Linked DNA regions of Mus musculus: region 2 is linked to region 1. A link is a contact called in public HiChIP or PLAC-seq data. All regions are on one chromosome and are shown on one strand. Each heading gives the region's core, a stretch centred on a gene start, on an enhancer-like site or on the middle of the called end of the contact. The rest is flanking DNA. Distances are from core to core; before and after follow the strand shown.

Region 1 (5,561 bases), core at 132-2,631:
TAGCAGGACGCCCACCAGAATGCCATAGAAGGAGCCTGGGGAAGCGCAATCCCGTTTGGATTCACACCAAACCCTGTAGTTTTAGGGACTGAGGGATTGCTGGTGATTAGTGGCAGGAGCCTGAACTTGGTGTATTTAGTGGCAGGAGTTGTTTTTTCTTCAACACTAGTCATGAACTTTTTGTTTGTTTTTTTTTTTTCTAAAGGTCTTAAAGTGATTTACAAATTAAGAGAGAGTGACATTAGATACTTAAGGACACAGGCACAAATTAGACTAAGTTTCTCGGCTGCTGAGGAAGACAGATTTGAACAAGATAAAGTACAGGGAGTCAAGTCACAGACACGTATAACCTTACCCTGACTACAAGAGCGTGGTCCAGCCAGTGCTGGGGCCAAGCCCAGGCAGGGGCCTTGTGCTCCAATCACTCTAGCCCTGAACTAGATTTGCATCCCTCACACATAGTTAAATCATTAAAGTAAACGTGCCTAGGGAGCCCCATTTTCTTAGAGCACGTTGATGGTTTGGATGTCTCTGCTACAGTGTTCCAGTCATTCTCACATTGGAGCTGCTCATCCCAGAGTGGCTTTCCCACTCAGTCACCCATTTCAGGTCTATCGCCTGCTGTTGTCGAGAAAGGCTTTTGGAACTGGGAAGAGGGAACCTTGGAAGAGATGGCTAAGTTATTTGGGTTGTCCACAGTCCATAGTTGGCAATAAAACATGGAGATTTCTAAGTAAAGTCATGTCGCTTCGCCATCCCCTGATCTGGTAACTCTGTAGGAAGCATTGGAGGTTTAAATAAGAATCAGCCTCTAGGCTTCAGGAACCAGTCTCTCCCTCTTTGGGTACTCTCTTTTCAAAGACCTTTAGCAGCAGGAGGAGCATTTGCCTTGATGGCAAACATTGGCCCTCTGGGATATCTGTTCTTAGACCTGTGATTTCATAGTCAACTCACAAGGCTGGGGAAGGACCCTGAACTATACTTGCTGGAAAACATACTTACCCTTGGACTTCAGCAAAATCAATGAATGGAGCCTGAGGGCCGGGAAGCATACTTGAAGAGGGCGTGCCCACTAGACTGCAAGCCAAAGCAAACAGTCCTTGTAACTGAGAAAGACTTATGGGAGGAGAAAACTGGAGGAGTGACTCTGAAGTATAACCAGAAAGTGCAGAAGGAGGCTCTGTGAGTCCTGAAAAGAACCCCCTCAAAGCTACTGGAAGGGGTCAGTTGTTTGAGCTGGCTTTTGACAAGCTTATCATGTCTACATTTGAACCCAGAGATAGCACTTGAGAAAAGTGATGTGGTCGGGGCAGTCCAGGCAAACTGGGGTGCTGCTGGGGGCAGGGAGAAAGACAGGAAGATACCAGCGACCGAGGATAGAGTCTTAAGACTCTATCTACCAGAGTGATCTGTGGCCTGGCACGGTGGTAGGAGGAGGGTGTTCATGAGTCTGCACCTGTGGAAACAGACATTCTCTGTCGTTCTTTATAGGAGGAAATGGGTCACTACAGTGGACAACTGTACATATGTTGTAGATTCCGTTACGTGTGCATATTCATATACGAGCATCCATAAGTGCAATTTGCACATGTGCAGGAAGGTTCCTCACAGGGTTCTGGGCTTTGTCCTGACAATAACTTCTTTTTGTCAAGTCCTTGTGACTATCGAGAGTTGTCCTACTGTCTCTGGCCATCATTGGTGTGTAGTGATAAATACACGTAGATCGTTCAGCATGCATGAAGCTGCACGTAGCTTGTATCTTCTGAAGTTCCTGGGCTTTCAATGAGGTTGATGGTTGCTAAGGCGCTGACCAGGGTGTCAACAATGGTAGCCTATCCAAACGCATTGATAAAGAAATTCCTTAAAACTTGTGCGGCTCAAAAGATTCCTGGTGATAAGGTTCATATGTTGTTTGTAAAAAGAAGCCTATAGCTCATTCACGGTCCCTTTGTAGTTGCAGTTCTGAACATCTTATTTCCCATCGCCAGTTGTGTGTGCTGGGGCCAAATATCAGGCCTGATGCTGTCATTTTAAAAGAAACTATTATAAACATAGCACGATGGGAAAGCTATCTAAAATACTTTTCTTAAGAAAATACATACACACACACAAATACACAGGACCAGCTTCATGATTTTATATGTTTCTTTCTAGTCTTCTTTTATGTATTTAGTATTTCTTTATGCATCGTGTATCCTATTTCTTTCGGGTTTGTGGGTACATACTCCTGTCTTGTTACATGGTCTCCCTCACTATTATATTTAATGTAAGTCAAGTGGTTGCACTGAGCTGACTACAGCCTTCTCCTTTGTCTCTTTGCCCACTTTCCTTTCTGGGCTGTATAGAAAGCAAGCATGAAAAAGTCCCTCCAAAGTGAGCTGATCAGAAGGTCTTCCGAGTGCCTAAGCTCTGCAAGCAGATGACTAGAGTTGTGCCTTCTCCCCAGCTAAGGATTAGCCACTTAGCACTTAGGATGTGCCCTTTGTGTCTCTGCTCAGGGCATAATTTAGCTCTTGATTGCTGTCTGTTCTGTTCCAATGGGGCTGCAGTGACTCTTAGGGCAAGCTATAGAGCTAACTAATGATTGTAGGCTTTGTGCAACTTGCCAGCCCACTGAGAGAGATGCTTGAGTTCATTGCCTTTCGGCGGGGAGGGAGGAGTGGGATAGCATCTAAGCGAATTACATATGCTTCTTGAGTATGGTTAATAAATATAAGTCAGTACTAAATAGGGAGCTAGATACTAACTTCACATTGATTTTGCAACATGTGTAGTCTACATATATCATATCTACTGTAGATTTTATGTATTTCAGACAATCTCTCACTTCTACCACTTTATAAAATAAAACATGGAAGCCTAGATTTTACCCAGGCACAAATTAGGTCCATGGTCATGACTGGTTGTTGAAATCCTATCAGGAATACATTATTTTCTATCGTTATTGGCTTTCTACTTGTTCCTACAATTCTGACACTGGTTGCCTATTCAGTTTATGGCATGTGTTTCAATATTTCAATTTTTTTTCAATATTTGAAGAACTCTTGATTCAACCAGTTGTAGAAATAGTCTACAGAAATCATATGATCAATTTTCATATAGAGGTTTTGCATTTTTTTACCTTTAGATTTGAGGAATATAGAACACTTTGGTTGCCCCTATAGTGTATGTTTCTGTAAACTGTGTATGATATATACCAATCAAGATATTCCATAAAACAGAAACACTGCCAGGCTGCTTGTTATATGGAGTACCTATCTAGACTTCTTTAAGACCATAGTATACAACTAAGGTTTGTGTGTGTGTGTGTGTGTGTGTGTGTGTGTGTGTGTATCAAACTAGTACTTAAGAGATACTTTTTTGACCAAAATACTGGCTTAAAGGAGTATAAGTTTTTACTTGGCCTTTAGTACCACCACCAGAGTGTGTATGCTGAAGTTGTATTGCTAAGATGACGAAAGAGATATGAGAACACTGCTCACAATTCAGAAAAGGTTTGAGACAGAGACAACCTGGGACTTTCCTAAGGTGTAGCTCAGGGTGGGGCCCGTGTTATTGAAATCCCTTTGTAAAACCATTTTAAGATGAGACTCAGTAGATTGTCTCCAGTCCTTTGGTTAATCTTTAATCAGCTGCACTTTATTATCTACCTAGACTACAAGTGCTCCATCACTGAGCTTATAAACGTTCAGATCTATTTATAATGAGCTGGGTTGGTGTGGTCCTTGTTGTATGGTAGACAGCCAGGTGTATGGGAGTGTGTGTGTAAGGTGTGTATGGGGGTGAGTGTTTAAACAGTAGGTGAATGACATTGTGATGTCGCCGAGCTACATTTCCTTGCTTACAGAGCCCTGGCGTTTGGCCAACTCAGAGGAGCGGAGAAGAGGCTTGGATTTTCTGGCTGGGTTTATTTCTGGCTGTTAGGATGAGCGACTGCTAGAGAAGGCATAAATATAGTTTGAGGTTCTGGCCAGAAGTAGATGGTGGATGGAATTGTTTATGGGTGGATGTTTATAGCTGGCTTCACACTTTACCTCTTTAAGAGTTGGTTCTTCGGACAAGTGACCCTAATGTCTAGCTCTTCTTTGGGACTGTCTTCAAAGTCTCTACCAGTATGCTAGTCTCAGCCGTCTGTCCCTTTCTTTCCACATTCAGAACTCAGTACTCAACTTCTTAACCTGCTGGTGAGAATTGAAAAAAAAAAATCATCAAGTGTTGTGGGGGGTGGGAGGGGGAGACAAGTGCCATATATTCCATAGGCACACTGTCTTTGATGGACAGAGTGGTGTGTGGGAGTTTGTGGCCCTGTACCTGTCCTTCATCATGGCTGGCCCATGGCTAGAGCAACAGGTGACTAACCCTGGCTGGCTTCAGTGTGTCTGTCAGTTGACTTGCACAGGCTCTGAATTCTTTCCCTTGCTTCTGCCCACATGGAAATGTTGTCCTTGGTTGATCCTCACCTTCAAGGCCTGCACACATGTTCTTGGGTCTATGCCTAGCCGGTGATCACAGCTCTCCTCATTAGCCTTTACCTACCCTGTAGCACTGCTATAGTGCCTCTTGCTGCAAGTTTCTCAAACAATGGGGTCAAGGTCCTCTTGGGTCATTGCACCTACATGTACCATTAGGATGGTCTCTGTTTTCTAAGGAGTGTTGGGAATATATTTCAAGAAAGCCTAACTGGAGAAAATGACTTCCTCAGGAAAAATCTAGATTACAGATTTCTTAGAAGCCATATTTTATTAATAGAGGCAAAATTGTGCTCTTGAAGTAAGTTCACAGGCCAGCCCAGTGACTATCTTATCCTGGCTAAGTCACTCCGTGCTTTCCGTCTGGAAATGGGCATAGTGTTGGTGTCTTCTCATTGGGGTGGTTATGAGAAACAATTAATATGGAGAGCAATTGGAGTAGTATATTGCACTTAGTGCACACACAGTAAATACCTGTTGCCATTATGTCTATGTAGCTTGGCATAGAACAGCGGCTTTCACGTACCAGGTGCTAGTTAAAATGCCACGTTAAGTGGTGTATTCAGAAGGTAGGAAGGTGGTTGTCTTTTCTCTTGCTAAGTATAAATAAAGGTGTTGAGCATGATGGTGTAGGCATGAGAATATTTACTCCCTGGTTGGGAGTTCCGAATCCTGTTCTAATCACAGCATGCCTGTGATTTGATCAGATCTACCATCCCCAGTCTGTCAGAAGTTTTGTTAATATTTACTGGCTCCTAAGGTAATTTAGGGAAGATGAAAGAGCTTAATCAGGGGACTTATTTCCAGTAAACACTGTTATTGGTACATTCCAAACCCCTAAAATAGGCCGTGGATATAATAAGAAAGCTCTGTTCTTTCTTTATGAGCTCGCTCTGTGTCCTTACTCACGGGTGCCTTTCAGGTGGGCATCCCCATAGGGTAGACAGATAGATACATTGTAATGAAGTTGCTTACCATGCCCCTTTGTAGCCCCTCAGTACCTAGTATGGAGCAATTGCTTATTGATTTTTTTTAATGAATCAGTAGTTGGTGAGTATTTTTCTTCAATCCAGTAGTTTAAATGCTTGGAAA
Region 2 (5,518 bases), core at 2,201-4,700, 360 kb after region 1:
TCATTTGCCTTCTGAACAAAAACACAGAGGACTACCTAATTTTAGGCATAAGAACATAAAAGCGATGGATGGATACCTCTGCCTCCCTCTCTGTGACCTCGGTGTGGCCCACAGCCAGGAGGCCCCTCATGGGGTCCAAACAGCCTCAACCTGGGTCCGCTCAGAGCAGGCCCTGACATGGCTAAAGACTTGGAAATGACCCGTTCTGCTCCCCAGATGATTTTAATGCAATGATGTAAGAGGCACCTGTAAGCCAGAGAGTTTGCCTCATTTTTGCCTTTGAGTGGAACTTACAGATAATGTCTGAATAAAGCTTTGCATCTTTGTGGGCATATGAAGCTCGGAATATGTTTTGATTTCATTTTTCATTACATCTCTGTAACTTTTTAGAGGACATGTCATTATTTGTATTTTTCTCAATGAAAAAAAAAACAGAATCTTGAAGATTATAGCAGCTAATTAAAGGTAAAAATAAGGGCCAGGATGTAGCTCAGTGGTAGAACACTCAGCTAGCATGCACAAAGCCATTGGTTTGCTTCCTGGGACCATCACGATACAAAATGAAGAAGAAAAATAGAAATAGCAAAACAGAAATAGAAACCTAGTTTTTCTTAGTCTCGGGTGCTCCCCTGAGACCTCGAAATCCTTATGCCGTAGAATGATTGGCACATTCCTGGGCGGTCCTCTCTGCCCTCCTCACTCCACTCCATTCTCCACACGACACCACCCCTTATCATTCTCTCCAAGGACTTCCTTGTGTCGAGAGATTGGTGCTTTTATGTAAATGATAGCAAGCCATGCTTCCACCACCCCCACATCTAGAGCATAAGGAGTGTAGCAAGGGGCTAAGCACTGAGCTGTCCCTCACGGGGCTGGAGAGATGCATCCAGCGGTTAAGAGCACTTGATGCTCTTGCAAAGGACTGGTGTTTGGGTTCCTAGCACCCCGTTAAAGGGCTTATTAATGCCTGTGACTTTAGCTCCAGGAGATCCTAACCCTTCTTCTGGCCTCTACAGAGAGAGAGACAGAGAGAGAGACAGAGAGAGAGAGAGAGAGGGAGAGGGAGAGGGAGAGGGAGAGGGAGAGGGAGAGGAAGAGAGAGAGAGAGAGAGGGAGGGAGAGGAAGAGAGAGAGAGAGAGAGAGAGAGAGAGAGAGAGAGAGAGAGAGAGAGAGAGAGAGAGAGAACAGAGGAAATCTTTAAAGCTATTTCCTCATAACTACATGAGGCACTCACTGCTCATGGCCCTGGGATCATCGCAGCTATGCACAGACGAATGAAGATTTCCCGGGGCAGGGAGGAGACTACCTGCATTCCATTGGCACTTTCAATTTTGTAGAACAAAGTCCAGAGTTTAGCATCTCTTGGAAATTAGATGGCTTCACAGGAAATAGCCTTCCAGGGCAATCTCAGTCAACCCAAGATGGATGACTACTTACAACTCTGCTGGATCGTCGATGATCCAGCTCTGGTCTTCTATTGTGTCCTTGCCTTGCATCCAATGTCTCTCCCCAAGTGACCACCAAGGGTTATTTTCAAGGAGGACCTACATACAACTACTTTCAAGCTTTCGTGAAGCTCTGGATTTCTAACAGGTCCCACGGGGTTTGAGGAACTGAGAGGTAGCTCTGCACCCACAGACAGACAGCCCAAGACCTAAAAGGGGCGTAGTACAGTGTTTCCCATCCATCTACCATTGTAATTGAGCACTCAACGCCGTGTGGGTGGAAAACCACTCAGCTTACGTGCCGCATGCATCTTCAGGAGCAAAATAAGAAACTGCGAATGTTAGGCAGCTCTGAGTCATGGGGGTTTTATTACTTCCATTCTATTATTAATAAAAACGTGTTCCGCGGGAAAACAAAATGCCACTTGACTTTCTTATTGTAATCGACCCCGTGCAAGGGCGACAGATGTTAGCGAACTCGAGAGGAATAAATTAGAGATGATCCAACTTATCGTAGCTGAGAGATTTGAAAACCCCAGAAATAAATTTTTCTTTCTTTCTTTCTCTCTTTCTCTCTTTCTTTCTTTCTTTCTTTCTTTCTTTCTTTCTTTCTTTCTTTCTTTCTTCCTTTCTTCCTTTCTTCCTTTCTTCCTTTCTTTTTTTCTTTTGCAGAAAGTAAGCCCCAAAAGGGTGTAGCCTACCCATCGACTCTTACATATTCATCATCGAAAACTGCAGCTGCTAAAGCAGGCAAGTGCCATGTGTTATTTCATCCAAGATGAGCACGCAATGTTGCATTCTAGAAGATGATATGGAAAATAACATCTTACCCAGTCAAGCTCCGCTGACCTTCATGTTGCTTTCTTTAATCAATGCCAGGAACCTGGCACCTCAATCGATGCGATCAGACAGCGTGGCTTGGGAGTGGGATGTTTTCCTGTTGTTGTTCTCACGATTCGATATTGTCTGTATTTGTGTCGTTTCCATTCGGTATGACTGTGGCCTTGAATTTTATGGTATTGTTACTTTAGACCGTGATCAGACCTTATGCCTAGAAGCGTTTCCCGGCAACTAAAAGGGAAAAGGATGCCTCTGCTTGGCCATAAAGCAAAGGGAGGGCAGGAAGGAGAGGGGACGGTGAGCCTTATCCACTAACAGCAAGCAATCAAAGCAATGAATCTGAATCAGTGCAAAACACACATCTCTGGGGCTTAGCCAAGGCAGCCTCCTCGGGAGGGCAGAGACTAAGAAATTCCTCTTCCCAAGTTTCCATGCTAAATCCAGAACAGTGCCCTCCCTGGTGTTCTCTTAAGAGGTGCTTTGATTTCTCACACAGTTGCTCTCTCACGGAGCTTGGCATTCCAGAAACATGGCGGTGAGTGGACTTGGTTCATGTTCTGCTCATGGATGTAGGCTGGACATAGCTCTGGAATTTCAAGAGCTGGCGTTTCTTAAATATTTGCTGTGTGTGAGCCACTGTGACAAGATAAGTAGTTTTTTTTAGTCAGGCCAAATTACTACCAAGATGCCCTGTTCTTCGCCCTAAGGCACAGTTTTGCAGAAAACACAGCTTAGAGAAGTTGTGTAAATTTTTGCTGACAAACAGCAAGGAAGTAGCGAAGCCGAGAGTCAGACACAGACAGTGTGGCTCCAAACACCGCTCTCTAAGTGACTATGCTATACCCGACGAGCCTTTACAAGCATACTTGTTGTTGGGTTGACAGCTTGTCAATGCTTCACCTATACCTTCAGTGACACTTTGATCACAGATGTGATCGTGACATACTTACTGAGTTGCAAGCACATAGCTGTCCTGTTCCTCACCTTAAGAATCAGATCTGAGATCAGCCCTGTCTTCTTTTGGTGAGGACACAAAGAAGGAGTGGCAAAGCCTCCTGATAGTTTCTACTTCGCCCAAGTTTACCTCCTCTGCCCCTATGGTGATTTCTGAATAGGTGAATTGTGTAGATAACTGCTTTCTGTTTTATCGCGGCTACTATCGTCCTGTCCCCATCCCTTTCTGCCATTCCTGGCATACCAGCCCAGGAACCAGCAGTCTCTGCACTCAGAACCCTGGGCTTCTTTCTCTCTGGACTGCCCTGAGGCAGTCCTGAGTCTGAGGTGAGGTTACCCTCTTTCTCACTCTGCCTGTAGCTGTTGAGGGTCTTTGGCCCTGGGGTGTCTTAATGGCACTGATGACCTCAGAGATCTCACGTGTAGAGAGTTGCCAGAGCCAAGTAAGCCTCTGACTTCAGATACATGTGTCGAGCAAGACCCTCTCTCCCTTTTTATTCTGAGGGGAAAGTGCCTCTAGCCTTCCAGAATACTACCCTAGTGCCTCTGCAAAATCCTCTCCACAGGTCTAGGATATACCTGTGACTGTTCTACCTCAGAAAGACTGGCAGGAAATGGGTCGGCCATCTTTACCAGTTCTTGAGGCTTGGGGAGACAGGAGGAAAGAAGGACACACACTGTCACCTAAGCAACCCCACACAAGCATGGCTCCTGGCCTCTCCCTATGTTTTTTTCTTGGTCCTTTTCTTCCAGCTCACTGCCTGGGGAGACTTGGGTGTGGTCACCGTGCAGATTAACCTGGAATGGTCGCCAGCATGGAAAGCTCAGACAAATTATCTGGCATACAAAGTAGTTTTCAGGTCCTCTGGCTTCATCCCTCAATCCAAACCTAAAAGCTGAGGATGCACAAAAGGGGGGCGGGGGCACACAACATCCAATGACCACAGCTCTGACTCCTCTCTGTGCCAGATCTCTGAACTGCAAGAGCCTGAGGCAGTATCTTCCAGGTTTCAGATAAAGAAGAGTTTAGCCACTTGCCCAAGGGTGTGATTGGCTATAAGTGGTTCCTTAGAGGCTGATGGGTTGCGGCATCCTAAACCAGGTAACTGTTGTGAGAAGAGAGCAGGGAACCAGGGTAGGTAAGAGATGCTGCTTCAGATTTTGAAGCCCCAGGTAGTAGAGGCCGGTCCAAAGCTCCCCTTATCTACACCAGCCTTGGCAGAACTGAATTGCCTTCACACACCAAACCCTTGTCTATATGCCTATGTAGTATCTGTAGTGTGGTGAGTCATGGGGTATTTGTGCCCCTCCCACCTCAACTTAAATCTATAAAGTATGCAAAAGTCCCAGTGTTAAAACACAGCCATTGCTGTTGTCACCTGTCCCCATTACCATACCTCCTCAACCTCCTGGGACATATCACCAGGTGTTATTGTCTGTTCCTTATTTCTAGAACATTCACACTTGTCCTTGCACATTTCTTCTTCATCCATCCATCCGCTCACAGGTACTGAGGCCCTTCTGTGGGCCAGACCCAAGCTAAATAATGCGCATGCCAATATCAAAGGGATGTGTGGGGTCTCATTCTGTCTTTAAAGGACGTGTCCACACGGGGCAAGTTCTTACTAATTTATACATGATATTCCAGTGAGAGCTATGAAAGAATGGCCTCGTTGCTAAGTAAAAAGAAAGAAATCCTTTAGTGAGCAAAAGAGAAAAGAAGTAGATTAGGCCAACTGTGGCTCAGGTCTCAGCACGCTGCATACAATGTTTCCTAGGTTCCCAAAGAATGAGTTAACTGGTAAATCAGGTTAGGATGACTCCCAAAAGCATAGCCAAGGTCTTAAGTGGCAAATTATCTCGCTTGAACCCTGGTAGGTATCTGATTTGCCTAGCAGGGCTCACGCTGGGGACAGATATTACCTGAAATGTGAAGGCTGTCTCTCCCAGGCTGTTAGCATCTATTAAGCAGGCAGCTGCTACTTGGCTACTGCCTTCCTTTTGCTCTGAGCAGAATAAACACAGGTAAGTGTTGATTTGCATAAATGCCTGAAAAAAAAAACTGGGGAGGCACATTCCTGGCATCAAAGAAGGCTGAGGAAATCTGCTACAGAGGGAGTGCCAGGAAAGTGCCCTCCTGCCTCCCCTGGGCAGTTTGCTAAGCCCTACCCTGCAGGAGGCAAGACTGGTTCTTACTGCAGTAAGTTTTACCTCCCAGGCATCTCCTGCCCTCACTGCCCATATCCAGCACAACACACACACACACACACACACACAC

The links. HiChIP or PLAC-seq counts read pairs in DNA pulled down with a chosen protein or histone mark.
Region 2: a contact with region 1 is called in an H3K27ac HiChIP or PLAC-seq map of extraembryonic endoderm stem cells. The contact joins two enhancer-like sites. A contact is called at or near these places in 9 of 39 promoter capture datasets (3T3-L1-derived adipocytes, the C10 cell line, the HPC-7 cell line and 6 more), 13 of 484 Hi-C or Micro-C datasets (the G1E-ER4 cell line, the MC3T3-E1 cell line, the Patski cell line and 8 more) and 2 of 115 datasets of contacts at active chromatin or transcription factors (craniofacial prominence and extraembryonic endoderm stem cells).

The regions. Positions count from the first base shown.
Region 1 is chr17:78,217,645-78,223,205 of GRCm38.p6, forward strand. The region is part of intron 1 of Crim1 (cysteine rich transmembrane BMP regulator 1 (chordin like)); the gene reads left to right. Among named protein-coding and RNA genes, the nearest start is that of Crim1, 20 kb to the left of the region's middle. Within about 2 kb of position 1,382, at least 58 of the 459 cell types and tissues checked have an H3K27ac peak or open chromatin away from gene starts, as enhancers often do. A contact at or near this core is called in extraembryonic endoderm stem cells, where this site is marked.
Region 2 is chr17:78,577,236-78,582,753 of GRCm38.p6, forward strand. It overlaps Vit (vitrin), which reads left to right. Exons shown (of 14, transcript NM_028813.2): 6 at 2,119-2,196. All of the region lies in intron 1 of Gm32573 (a long non-coding RNA gene), which reads right to left. Among named protein-coding and RNA genes, the nearest start is that of Gm32573, 8.3 kb to the right of the region's middle. Within about 2 kb of position 3,451, at least 6 of the 459 cell types and tissues checked have an H3K27ac peak or open chromatin away from gene starts, as enhancers often do. A contact at or near this core is called in extraembryonic endoderm stem cells, where this site is marked.